Linked DNA regions of Mus musculus: region 1 is linked to region 2. A link is a contact called in public ChIA-PET data. All regions are on one chromosome and are shown on one strand. Each heading gives the region's core, a stretch centred on a gene start, on an enhancer-like site or on the middle of the called end of the contact. The rest is flanking DNA. Distances are from core to core; before and after follow the strand shown. Region 1 overlaps Gfra1 (glial cell line derived neurotrophic factor family receptor alpha 1). Region 2 has its middle 44 kb from the start of Gm50287.

Region 1 (6,641 bases), core at 1,092-3,591, 95 kb after region 2:
TAACTCTCAGTCGCTTTTATCTCTAAAGGAAAATGCAATTTTTACTGGTGACAGTGCTCTTCAAAGTTTAATTTGTATGTTGCCTATCTACGAGTTCTTGCTGAAGTCCCCTTGTTAGCACAGGGCTCCTGTTTCCTCTCTGACCCTCTGAAGCTAATGACAGCTGCATTATACTGCAGAGGTAATCAATAGCCTCCTATGGCGGATCACATCCAATCAGACCCTTATGAAATTAGTGCAGTGGAGATATATGTATATATCTTAATTAAAACGAAAATATGATCAGTAAGAGATTATGTTCCCATTCATGACCGCCATTCTGTTCCGACACATCGAATATGTTTATTCAATGTATGAGTCTTCATGGAACGTCCCACTGATCAGGTACACTTGGATGTTGGATGCATTCCCCTCAAAAACATTGTGAAGGGGAAAAAGAGGTTGCTACTGAGTATTTTACATTGTTATTCAAAAACATTTCAATATAAATGCACTTCAGACACCAGAGGAGTCCCTCCCAGGTGAATCGTTATTTATTATCCCAAAGGCAAACCTCAGAGAGCAGAGCGGGTATCAGGAGACCGTGCACCAGGGCTCCCTGCTCTGTGGGAGGGTGAGGGGCCAGATCATACTTCTAGGGCTCAAGGGAAGGAAGATTCTCCCCCCCCCCCCTTATTCACTTTGCAGGAAACATGGTTGCCAGTACGCAACCATTAACAAATTCTGAGCCTGACCATGTAAAGCAGTCTTTAGATATATGCCTAAGGGTCTGCCCAGGCAAGGAGGAGGGCTCCAGGAGATGGTGTGTGTGTCTTTTCTCGAGCGTCCCCTCCTGCTCTGTGTACTTGTGCCATTCAGTTCACCTTCCCAGACCCTGTGCTGGCCCTCTAGATCCATAACCTACCATTCCTTTTGTGTGTGACAGTCTGTCATGAAGGACACAGAGCAAAATACAGGAGATACTTGGTGACCTTGAATCCAAACTGTTCTAAGTTGTGGTCAAAAGCAAAGAAACTTCCATGTGCCCTGGCAGGACTCAACTGTGAAAGAGAGGGCAGCATATCTCCATCCCAGCCAGTCCTAATCCAAGCTGTCTCTGCCAGACAACATGAAAACCCATGTACTGGGGCTATATCAACTGCCAGAAGCGCTGTCTACTGTGGCACCCTTTACAAGTATCTAACCATTCCTTACATATAGGCAGCCTTGATCTCAAGACAGATGAGACATGGGCTGGCTGCTCTATTTCATCCTGCCTGTCCACAGAAATGTGATGTGGCTTTCTGCTAAAGCACTGGGCTTCTTGGGGGCCTGCTTTTAATGAGAGCCATATGCATGAAGTTGATGCTGGAGCTAGTATTACTGATGAGGGGCAAGGGCTGTGTGTATTAAACCATCATTAAAACATGGGACCGGTATCGCTGCCTTCAAAATGTAGAAAGCTAACAGTTGGAGAGCTGACAGTTGGTAATGCTTGTTCTACATGTGACCTCGTAAGTGTAAGAAGTGGTAAGAGTTGATCTTCAGCTACATTCAGCTTCTCACTCAAGCAAAGCTCAGGAGAGCGCACCAGTGAACAATCCCGGGTGCTGTGCAAGGACCACACCCACTCTCCTCTACTGGGCTAAATGGTAGCTTCTACATCTGGATGTGACCAGGGACTTTTTTGTTTTGTTGGGGATCACATAAACACTCTGTGGAGAGCATACATAGAACGGTGAACGTTAGTACAAGATAGAGTCTGCAAAGTCCACTCTTGAGGCCAACCCCCAATTGTCATCCATCCACACTAGGCTGCAGTCATGTCTTTAGAATCCAACGCTATTAAATAAGATCCGGAAGAATCTCTATCAATAGCATCTCCTCCTCCTAGCCAGTAGAGAGAACAGGGTTCAAGCTGTTAAAACTATCATCTTCATCATCACCACCACCATCACCATCAAAAACATAAGCTCAGCTTGCTTTACAGTCCAGGTTACAAACAGTCCCCTGAAGCCACACCATGCCCCAGAGTTTTCTGAGTTTGGAATTAGCCCTGTAGCAGTTCTTCAACAGAAGCCTGTGAGGGCGGCAAAAAGCTTTCTTAAAAACAACAAAGGAGTTCCCGCTGGGTGAAACTGCTTCTCAACCGAGCTTTTAAAACTGGATTTTCAGATATACAAGAGGACAGGGGACAGAATACTTGGTTTTCTTTTGTCTTTTCATACTGGATGCAGCTACGATGTTTCTGCCAATGATACAGACAACAGGGCAGCCAGAGCGGTGAACACCATCACCGGCAGTGAGCTCAGACCGCAGCTGGGAGGAGCAGCCATTGATTTTGTGGTTATGTGGCTGGAGGCACCAGCGAGACCATCCTTTCCGTAATCATTCTGTAAGAAACAATGTTTTCATTATCACCCACAGCACATGCCCACTTCCTCAGGTTGGATTTTACCCGTGTTCTCTAACCCTACTTCCCTGATAGCTCCTTCCCAACAAGCTGGCCTGAGTGTTAACCACTGAGACTGAACTGGCTAACTTTTAGTTCTGAGATGGGACCATGAACGTTCGTAAGATGTGGATGGATCCTTTGGATCAACTGCTAGCCAATGTTTGCTGTTTGATCTGTGATACATTCTTTCTGATGGGAAATGTTTAAACCCAGGGGTCACTGCCTTTATGTCTTTTTCTAGACCACCTAATAGCTATTACCTCCTGGCTTCCTTCTGACTCTCCCCCCACTGGGCAAGGAAAGCAGGAAGACGAGTCTGGGGAAGTGTAGCCCATGGAGACACAGGTGGATCAAAATGAATGTCAAGGACAGATGGTTGCCAGAGCCTTTTTTCTGAATCCCTAGCCAACCCACAAGAGGTTTCATAGGATCTCAGAGTTTCCTAGCATGGAACAATGGGCTTAGAGCTGAGGCTGACTTTAGTTCTGACTTTGCAGTGAATCTTAATTCAAAGGTAGTCAATACAGAGGCTGATGAGAACTTTTCTGGATCCAAGACACTATTGGTCTTCAAATATTATATATTATATACCCATTTCCAAAGCCTATGTCCCTATAAAGAAACACAAAAAGAAATGTCACTTACATCAGAAAGACAGAGATGTGTACTGCCCGATACATTGGATTTCAGCTTCTGTGCCTGGAGAGAGACAAAGGAGGAAAAAAAGCACTCAGACATAATAGGGAAGAGTAATTAATTATGATCCATTAATCAACAGTCTAGGGCAGGGCCAGATGATAAATATAGGAGCCCCAACTGTGAGCCCCAACTGTAATTTACAACATTCAAGTGGCTGCCTAATAAAGAGGTAGCAGATAAGGTTAATTTTAATTATATATTTTATTTAACCAACTGTATTATCATTTGAACATGGAATCAATATAAGAAATTAATGAGATATTTGGCATTCTTTCTTCTCAGGTCTTCAAAATACACTCTCTGACCCTGCAGGTCTCTGTTCAGGGATGCCCTAATTCAGAGCTCAGCAGCTACCTGTCACTGGTAGCTGTCTCAGGGATGGTACAGGAAGGGGCAGGACACTGAAGAAAGAGCTTTGAAGGGGTGACTCATTTATCTTTCTGGGTGTTAATTTGGGGAAAGTGCTACTTTCAAACATCACAACAGACATGCCTGCGTATTAGTATGTAGAGACCCCCGGAAACCCATTCCTTTGCTGATTTGTCAATGCCCCACCCCAGTCAACAAACAGCCAGCGAGGAGCTCTTAATGGTTCCTAACGGTGGGTATGGGGGCAGGGAAACTGAAAGAACTCAGTCCCTGGGCTCATGGGGCTTCTTGTTTCCTGGCAAAATATTCCATGTTTGGAGTCAGAGCACACGGAGAGACTCTCAGATGGATACCCTCCAGGAAGCATAGAGCCCTACAGACCCTGTGGTGGTTTGAGTAAGAATGGCCTCCACAGTCTAAAGTTTGGTTCCTAGATGGTGAACTGTTTAGGAAGGATTAGGTGGTGTGGCCTTGTTGGAGGAGGTGTGTCAGTAGAGGTGGGTTTTGAGGTTTCAAAAGCCCACACAAGAACTCTCTGACTCTGTGTCTCTCACTGTCTGTCTCTGTCTCTGTCTGTCTGTCTGTCTATCTGTCTCTGTGTGTGTGTGTGTGTGTGTGTGTGTGTTTGTGTGTGTGTGTCTATTGTCTGTTTCTCTCTGTGTGTCTGCAGATCAGGATGTAGAGTTTTCAGCCACTGCTCCAGTGCCATAGCTGTCTCCCTTTGGACATGTTGGCTCTTCAGAGCAAAATGTAACAATAACTAAGATACCCCAAAATTAAAAAACTGACTCCAAGATAGTTGCTAGAAGCTGAGCAGTGAAGGCCTAAAGCTCTTTTCTTCTTAGCTGGATCAACTCTGCCATTGGGCTTATGCCTGAGGATGAAGTGGAAGGGGCATTTCCAATACTCGGACAATTACAAAGAACAGACTTTGAAAGCTACCCAGTCAGTACAACACTTGTTTTACAAACATGGACAAGTTAAGCCCAGAGAAGTTAAAACGGCTGATGTGCTTGTGGGTCAAAGTCGTTTTTCAGTCTCTGCCTGTTGTGATTATGAAAAGATAAAGGGATATAAGGGTATGTTCTATGGGGGTGTGGTGAGGTATGGGGGAAGAGGATGTCTCAGCGGGCCCATGCCAAGGCATCCCTTTCCCCTGAGGGACCAGCCACATGACGGTATAGCATAAACTAGAGTTTATTTAGGGCATGGGGAGGGGAAGTTAAGAGAGTAGTAGAGACAGAGAGAAAGGCAGAGAGAAGGAGAGAGGAGAGAAGTAGAGGCTGGCCATGACCATGTGGAAAGAGGGGAGAAGGGAATGGGGAGGAGGAGCAAGAGGCAAGGGAGAAAATCAGGAGTAAGAGAGCCCCTTTTATAGTGGGCCAGGCCTAACTGGTTGTTGCCAGGTAACTGTGGGGAGGAGCAAACCTGGCTGTTGCCAGGTAACTGTGGGGGTGGAGCCCAGACAGAATACCAACACTGTCCTCCCGAAAATCCACACAAGACCACTTCCCATGACGCCCACCCTCAACCCTAACAGTAGCCTTTGACACCAATGGGGAGCTTGTTTATCAGGAGGGCAAGCCCTGGCAAACAGTCATCACCTTTGCATTGACGGGATACCTGAGCGACCAGCTCTAAGGGCATGACATTCATTAGCAGGCTGCCTATGAGCCACTGTGACTCATGGAAGATATTCGAGGCTAAAACGACAGCAGGCTCACCGGAGGAGTAATTTGTTGACCATAATGCTACTGGGAAAGCATCATAATCTTTACCTATATTTGCATATGCCAGCAGTGAATATGAAGTAGAAACCTTTAAGCAGGCTTCGGGAACAAGACACTGTGAAGCATCCCCGGCTGCTCAAAGGTCACTAAATGTTATGTATAAGAAGATCAGAGGGGAAATTGGAAGCGGAATTACACTTACTCAAAAGCCTACTTTTAATCTATAATAATAGGAAGCCCCGATCCGCTGCTCCGCTACCTGCGGAGAATAATGTGTAGAGCACCACGTTTTATTCCTAGTCAAGTCTGGAATTGTGCCCAGACACCCAAATGGCCCTGTATCATTCCACTCTGCCCTTTCTTCACTAGGCCTTGAGCTACAAAAACAAAATCCCCACCGAGGGACTATGCATAGCTAAGTAATCCATTCACTGACTGGTTTGGGGATGCAGAAGGACCTCTGTGCCATGATACAGTGTGGCCTTAAGCTTTTTATTTTATTTATTTATTTTTTTGTAGTGTGGTCACAGGAAAGCAGCAGCACCTCAGGGGACCGTTGCAGCCCCCAAGAGTTCACAGCTGGGTGCCTGACTCTCCCCGTCACCTGACAAGCACCAGTGAGCCTGGGATTTGCTCAGTGCACTTGTTTGGTTCCGTCACTGAATCCCTGTCACCACAGAACCTGGTACAGCTCGAGGAGACTGTTCCCCTGGTTAAATAATTACGATGGGACTTCCAGTAGCTAACCAGAAAGGGCTGCTGTCTTCCCAGGTGTCCTCATGGTTTCCCATTCATATGGCTAGACTTCTATGGCCCATCACTGAGGACCCACACTAAATAAAATGTTTCTAAACTCTCCAGGAGGTCAACACGTCCACACCTAAACTGCCAGCTCAAGAATGGATGCAGTGATTATTTACTGGCTCTGGAAAATACACTCAGAGCATCCCCAAGGTTGTATCACCTGGGGGCTTCTGTTCCCCAAACAGCATCGTATGAACCTCTAACAGTTAACCTGTAGCCTGTAGGGCCATCCTGGTGGGCATAACTACACAAAATGCCGAATCCAAGTGAGAATATGCTGCCCAACTTAAAGAGGTTTCCCATGGTAGCCTTCCCAGTGCCCACACTAAGAGGCCTGGCTTTCCACAGGCCAGGGCAAATCTATAAATCCCGCTTTCAGAATACACTTAGCAAGCTTCCTATAGACAAAACTGGTACTGTGGATGTCACCAGGAGTGTGAATAGGGTGAACACAGACGTCTTGCAGGATCTACCCGAATCCAGCAGGGGACAATGTAAAGTGTGTGGCCCTGAGTAATAAAAATCAAAGGACTGTACACAGATGGGAGATGTTTTAAATCCCTGACTGAGAAGATACAGGCCAAAGGGTCCATGCAGCTCCTGGA
Region 2 (6,447 bases), core at 2,423-4,922:
AGCATCCGCCAAAGTGAGAAAGTAAACATGCTCCTCTCGCTCGCTTCCGTTGGTAGTTACCCAGTAGATGTTTTCCTTGGATAAACAATCTCCGGTGTTTACTGAAGCCTGTATGGATGGTCCCCCGCAGTGTTTGCAGCTTGAGATTTATTCCAGCAGCTCTGTAGAACGAGCCTGTGGTGCAGGGCAGGCGGCCCCTCTGGAACCTCCAAGTATTTGTTCTCTCTCTGTTCTAAAGGTAATTAAGGAGCATTGCTTGTTTCTCAATTAATGACTTCTCATTCAACAGGGGATCTTTGATGCTAATTTGTTTTAATCAGGGCAGAGGCTGCTCAAAAACTCTGAACAATTCACTGAAGAGGAACTAGGAATTTTTAATCAAGTGGAAGAGACTTAAATGCTTTCCATCCTGCGCCTTCAACCGTCCTTCATTTAACTGTGTTCTTTAGGCTTTATAAACCAAGATGAGATTGTCGAATGGCGTGTGTTATATCACACAGCTCACTTCTTTCTTGGGCATCTGTGAGCACATGGTGGGCCTTAATTTCTTCCATGTAAAAGCCTGTTTACATCCAAACTTCATGTTTCTCTTAATAGAGGGTCTATTTTAAAATAAATTTTAAAACAAAAAAAATGTATTTATAACTACATCTAGTGCTCTTTTATTGTATGGGGCAAAATGGTGACTTTTCACATGTAAGAACAGCACAAGACACATTAGAGATGAAATTCAAGGCATTCTTTTCATCCCATGGACTCAGTCACCAAATGGCTGCTCATGATTCCAGAAAAGTCAAATTGCATCACACAGAAACGGTCAAGAGCTAGCAATTACATCACAGCATGATCAGATGCTGGCTTTTATTAAAAAGGTGATATCACTAGGTGACTTTACCTTCAGACATCATATTCAACGTGCTAAGGTTACAGTCACAGTCATTCTTAGCTAATGACCAGGTCTAGTCTCATTGTCATGTTCTCCAATCAACGTGACTTTACATAAGCCAGTTATGTGAAATCGAGGCGGTCCCCCCTCCTCCATCTCTTTATCCTGAATATAGAAAAATCTCAGCAAATATCCCAGAAGTCTCACCACTCAAAACCTTACTGTTTCATTTCCAAGTAAGTGGGAAAATAGGCTTTTTATTTTTCATAAAACAGTTTCTTAAACAACGGCATCTATCAGAGTGAACTACAGCACAGGGTTACTTGTTAAGCAAAGCCTGGGCCCTCTTGTTGTTTCTGATCTAGAAAGTCAGTAAGAATTTTCATGTTGACAAGTCCTAAGACGATATTGGACGGTGAGGGATAGGGCGTCCCAACTGGGGACTCCTTAGGAGCAACTTGGGATGGAGGAGCTATGACTGAAACGCAGCACCAGATACTCTGCAACTCTGAACAGACCACAGAGTAGAGTCTCCAGGTCCCACAAGATTGTGGCCTCCAAGGTGGTTTTCTGGCTTTGGTGGGCGGGGCCTAGAAGGTAGACTGGGTAACATGGACAGTATTAATGCCTGTGCTTTTTATTTTTATGTGTTTGTTTATTCCTTTTTTTTTTTTGACACAGGATCTCATAGAACACAGACTGACTCCTGAGCTTATAGCCATGAGCTGTCACACCTCACTGTTACCTAAATTTTAATTGATAAATACCCACCTGAAGGTCTCTGCAGGAGTTATAAATGTTTGAAAATAAACTTTTACAAGGACACATGTCATGGTCTGCCTGTGCTAATGAGGCACGCCAGAAGCCAACTGTTCCTAAATCAGGTAGAGTAGTGTGGGGCTCTGTGGTTTTGATAAAGGCCCTGGTTAATTCTTTATTTAGGGCAACAGAAGTTCACCTTTCACTGTGCTGACTGACCAGCCTGAAGCATCAACTACACACACAACAGTGTGGGCCCATTTACTTCCATACATTGATGTGTAGCCTCTGAATGGTGGATGAGGGAACACAAGCTGCTGTTCTCAAAACGGACAAGAAACAACTTTGGAGAACTTTACCCAGGTATTTCCTTCCTTTATGCTGCCTACGTTGATCTTCCAAAAAATGGAGTCCATTCATAACACAGCTGATGCACTTCACCCAGCCATTCCTGGTCATGTGACATAATGGCCTTGGGGGACATGAACTGGTCCTGGCAGCTCTTAGCTGTGTAGTCACTACACCCCCTGGGATAAGTTCCATTAGGACTTGCTTTTGTCCTGGCAAATGCTATTGCCTTCTAATTTGAGGCTATTTTTGAGTACTTGGTGGGTTCTTTTTTTCTTCCACCCTTCTCTACCCCCTTCTTCCACCCTTTCAACCCCCTAACAGTAGGCAGGAAAGGAAAAAGGATAGAACAGAAAGAGGGTTTCGATATTGACAGACTACTTCCTGCTGATTAGGAGCATTGAATTCCTAGGAGCAAGTTAGATCTTCACCATCAGGATATCTAATTTCTCCTTGTTGTTTCTTCTTTGTGCATGGCTACTTAACAAACTGCAACCAACTGCAACCAACCACCAACTGGCCAACAGTCCCTTCTATCAGGGCCCTAGCATTTATATATACTGTGAAAAGTCCCCAGAATTCCAAACTTGACAATCTCAGAAACTATCTGCAGCTGGCTGGCAAAACCACACCCCTGCTAGAGCACGAGGCAAATCAGAGTCAACTGCTATGGGTAATCTGAAGCAGCTCCATAGCCCACACCTGGATTTAAAATGAAAACACATTCTTATAATATTTCTGTGTTTTTAAAGAAACCAAAATTCTCACTAAGAGAAGCCTAAGCTTGCATGGCAACCAAGAGGCAGATATGAAATGCTTGCCAAACAGACCTTTCACACTATGGAAGGAAAATGTCATCAACTTTGGCCACTGTCCTCTAAGTAGATGTCCCAATGACAGGGACAGTTTCAGTCAAAGTCATACTTTCCCATACTTAATAAGTAATGTTTTTGTTACTTTTCCATTGCTGTGAAGACACATCATGATCAAAGCAGCTAATAATGAAAACATTTAATTGGGGACTTGCTTACATTTCAGAGGGTGAGTCCACAACAGCCACGGCAGGGAGTATGGCAGGAGGCAGGCATGGTCCTGGAGCAGTAGCTTAGAGCTTACTTCTGTCTTATCCACAAGTTGAAGGGAGGGGAGAGAGAGAGAGAGAGAGAGGGAGAGGGAGAGGGAGAGGGAGAGGGAGAGGGAGAGGGAGAGGGAGAGGGAGAGGGAGAGGGAGAGGGAGAGGGAGAGGGAGAGGGAGAGGGAGAGGGAGAGGGAGAGGGAGAGGGAGAGGGAGAGGGAGAGGGAGAGAATTGGAAATGACATCTGCTTTTGCAACCTTCAAGCCCACCCAATTGACACACCTCTTCAGACAAACCAATCATTCTAGTTCTTCCCAAGCAGTTCCACCAACCAGGGACCAAGCACTCAAATGTACGAGCCTGTGGGGGCCATTTTTAGTCTTTTTCACTAGTCCTGGCTCCCCCATAACAAGGGGACAAGCTCAATTCTTCAGCTCCAAGCAACCCTAAGATGTCCAGATGCCCAGCCTGCTTCATCACAATGGTTATCAGCAGTAACATCAGATCTAATCTCATTGGATCATTGAGCAAGTGACAGAGTAGAAAGCAGCTCTGGCAATTACAAGTCCCACACTAACAGGATGTGGTCACACTGTTCATATCCTGCTCAGCTGGGACTTACACATCTCTAGACTCGGAGCTCAACGCAGAGCAGAAGTTCACGGGGGATGGAACTGTTGCAGAGACCCTCTATCTGCTTTACTACTCTGCCTACATCATGTTGTTAAGCATAGATGGTCCAGTTGCCTTACCTCATCTCTCAGCTTTGGAGGAGCAAAGCCCCAGTGTATCGTGGGTGCCTCGGGACATTTGCACCACATCACATCATACCACAGGCTGCTGGGAGAGGTACAGGTTGCCTTCTGGATTACTGGCAAGGCAATACAAACACTATCTGAGCGCCTATTCTTTAGGCAGATCCCATGATGCCAGAGAACATGGTAGTCAGCTAGCGCTCTCTCCCCTCCCTCTCCCTCCTCCTCTCCCTCTCCCTCCCCCTCTCCCTCCCTCTCCCTCCCCCTCCCCTCTCCCCTCTCCCCCCCTATCTCTCTCGTGTGTGTGTGTGTGTATGTGTGTGTGTGTGTGTGTGTGTGTGTGTGTGTGTGTGTGTATGTGCCTAAGCATGTGCTCAGGTACGTGAATGCTAGAGGTCAACGTTGGGTGTCTTCCTCAGTCACCTTCCACCATATTATTTGTAGACACACCCATACTGGCTTCTCGCTGGAATTCGCCAAGTAGGCTAGGCTTGCTGGCCATTGAGTGCTAAACGTCTGCTTGTCTGGTATTCCCAGCTCTAGAATTACTGGTACTTGTCACCAGGCCTGGCTTATCTCTGTGTAGGATTCAGGGTGTAGGTAGCTCCATCTGCCTGGGTCTATACCTAGTGATGATGGTATTGTGCTTGTCTGACTTGGCCTCCCATATCCATAAGAGCAACTCTCATGAGCTGAATAAAACCTGTCAGCTCGCTTCAGCTAAAGACACTGCCACATTCACAAGGCTTCAGTCTGTACTTGGGACCCTCTCAATGGCACTGAGGTGGGCCGCACAGCATACCAACAGAGAGTGAAGCAGACGCTCTGTGTTGCCGCCTTCCTTCCTAACAGAGAAATCTCATAGACACATCAAATGTATTTCGTTTGCAGCTCCCCATATCCTGGGTTTTTACTTTATTTCTTAGTGGGGCTTAACTTCCAGCCATCAGGATAACTTTGTTTAACTGTTTCACTATGCTGTTTTAACCTCTAAAAGAACCTTATGAAATACATTCTTTACTTAGAATAGAGAAGTAGATGTAGAAAATTCATGGATTATTGGTCATCAAAGATCCTGAATCAGCCCTGCTAGTTATATGGGGTGTGGAGTCGGGAATGCTAATGCCTTTTAAACTCTGGCTCCTAAAACTATTATTAACTATGTTTGTGGTGTCCAGCTCTCAGAATCTCTCTCTCTCTCTCTCTCTCTCTCTCTCTCTCTCTCTCTCTCTCTCTGTGTGTGTGTGTGTGTGTGTGTGTGGTGGATCTTGCAGTTGTTACCATGAAGCAGAATGTAACCATTTTTTTTCCATCTGGGACTTAGCTAAAGGGTAAGTCACTACCAGGGAAGGCTTTAACCTTTTACAAATTCGCAAACACAGGTAACTGGCTGATGTGTTTGTATGCGGTGCACAGATACATTGACCTAGATACATCTCTAAAATTAATTTACCGGTGCTGCAACGGGGCCTCGCTAACACTCCAACAAGTGCTTATTGCTTTACTGGTGAGCATGAGCCCTGAGGGCCTGCTGTTTGATGGTGGTGACAGCTCTGTATGATGTAGGCGCCGCCAAGAGCCAGCATGCTGACTCAGAGAACAGGAGGGCAGCGAGGCTGGTAGGGGAGTTGTCAGACAAATTAGTAGCCATCCAGATTAAAAGTCATAGAGCAGATCAGTGCTGCAGGCATGCTTTAACCACGGCCCAATGGGAAGTGACTTCTCCAGGAATTATTTATGTGAAAATCAGCATAGTCCCTAAAGTCTAGATTGTGAAATGAGCCAAGATCTTACCTTCAGCCATTTGACATACTTTGAATTCTCCATCATCCACATGGAGGGGTACCCACCCCCTTTTTTATCCTCCATACTTGCCCCCATCAGCCCAGAGAAGATCCCTGCTGCTCCTGAGACCACACAAGGCATTGCAATCTTTGCCTTTCAGATATGCTCAGAAATGGCAGATGTCTGGGTATTGCTAAGTTATTGCATAATTAAGTCTGATATGAGTGAGGGAATTCAAACAAACATTTCTAGAAGAAGAATAGGTGTGTTCTGTTTGCCTGGGATTTTCTTTAGAACAGCTAAAGTCGCCCAGAGGAATAATTAATCCTGTGGCTGATGGTAGCAGCAGTACAGGGAGCCAAGGAGCCCCCTTCACTTGGCAAGGCTCCTTCAGACCTGTGGTGTAACTGGCGTGAAGTACTCTGGCTGCAAAGGGGGAACATCGTGTCTGTAAGAGGAGGGACTGCACACCTGAGCCATGTGCCCCAGCACTCCAACCAGAGCAGTTGAAGCCGAATCCCTGTGATAGCATTTAATCAATTCTTCTTAAAGAGACTTGAGTCTGTGGAGTATAAAGATGATTAAGGACATTTGCAGGCTGTCACAAAGCCGGGGATGAGAAGTGCAGGCCCACTGTTGCTATAAGCACAGATCAGAGCCGTGTGGTGCCATCTAAAGTTTCCAGGTTCTTGGGTCTCCAGACAAAGATTGTACCAGGGGCACCTAGTTAGTGACAGAAACAAAGACAGTTCATTTTACGTAAGAGAAAGACAATCTTGAGGATGGGTGTAGACCAGTGCTCAGGAGAGACACGTGGTACATCTTTATAGATAGAGTC

The links. ChIA-PET counts read pairs in DNA pulled down with a chosen protein or histone mark.
Region 1: a contact with region 2 is called in an RNA polymerase II ChIA-PET map of memory CD8 T cells, with 32 read pairs. The contact joins two enhancer-like sites. A contact is called at or near these places in 1 of 15 datasets of contacts at CTCF or cohesin (the NIH/3T3 cell line), 2 of 484 Hi-C or Micro-C datasets (embryonic stem cells and granulocyte-monocyte progenitors) and 1 of 115 datasets of contacts at active chromatin or transcription factors (memory CD8 T cells).

What each region holds. Positions count from the first base shown.
Region 1 is chr19:58,236,175-58,242,815 of GRCm38.p6, forward strand. Gfra1 (glial cell line derived neurotrophic factor family receptor alpha 1) reads right to left here. Exons shown (of 11, transcript NM_010279.3): 10 at 3,080-3,133; 11 at 1-2,372. The coding sequence ends at 2,217. Among named protein-coding and RNA genes, the nearest start is that of Gm41875, 7.0 kb to the left of the region's middle. Within about 2 kb of position 2,342, at least 12 of the 459 cell types and tissues checked have an H3K27ac peak or open chromatin away from gene starts, as enhancers often do. A contact at or near this core is called in memory CD8 T cells, where this site is marked.
Region 2 is chr19:58,140,334-58,146,780 of GRCm38.p6, forward strand. No RefSeq gene overlaps it. Among named protein-coding and RNA genes, the nearest start is that of Gm50287, 44 kb to the left of the region's middle. Within about 2 kb of position 3,673, at least 65 of the 459 cell types and tissues checked have an H3K27ac peak or open chromatin away from gene starts, as enhancers often do. A contact at or near this core is called in memory CD8 T cells, where this site is marked.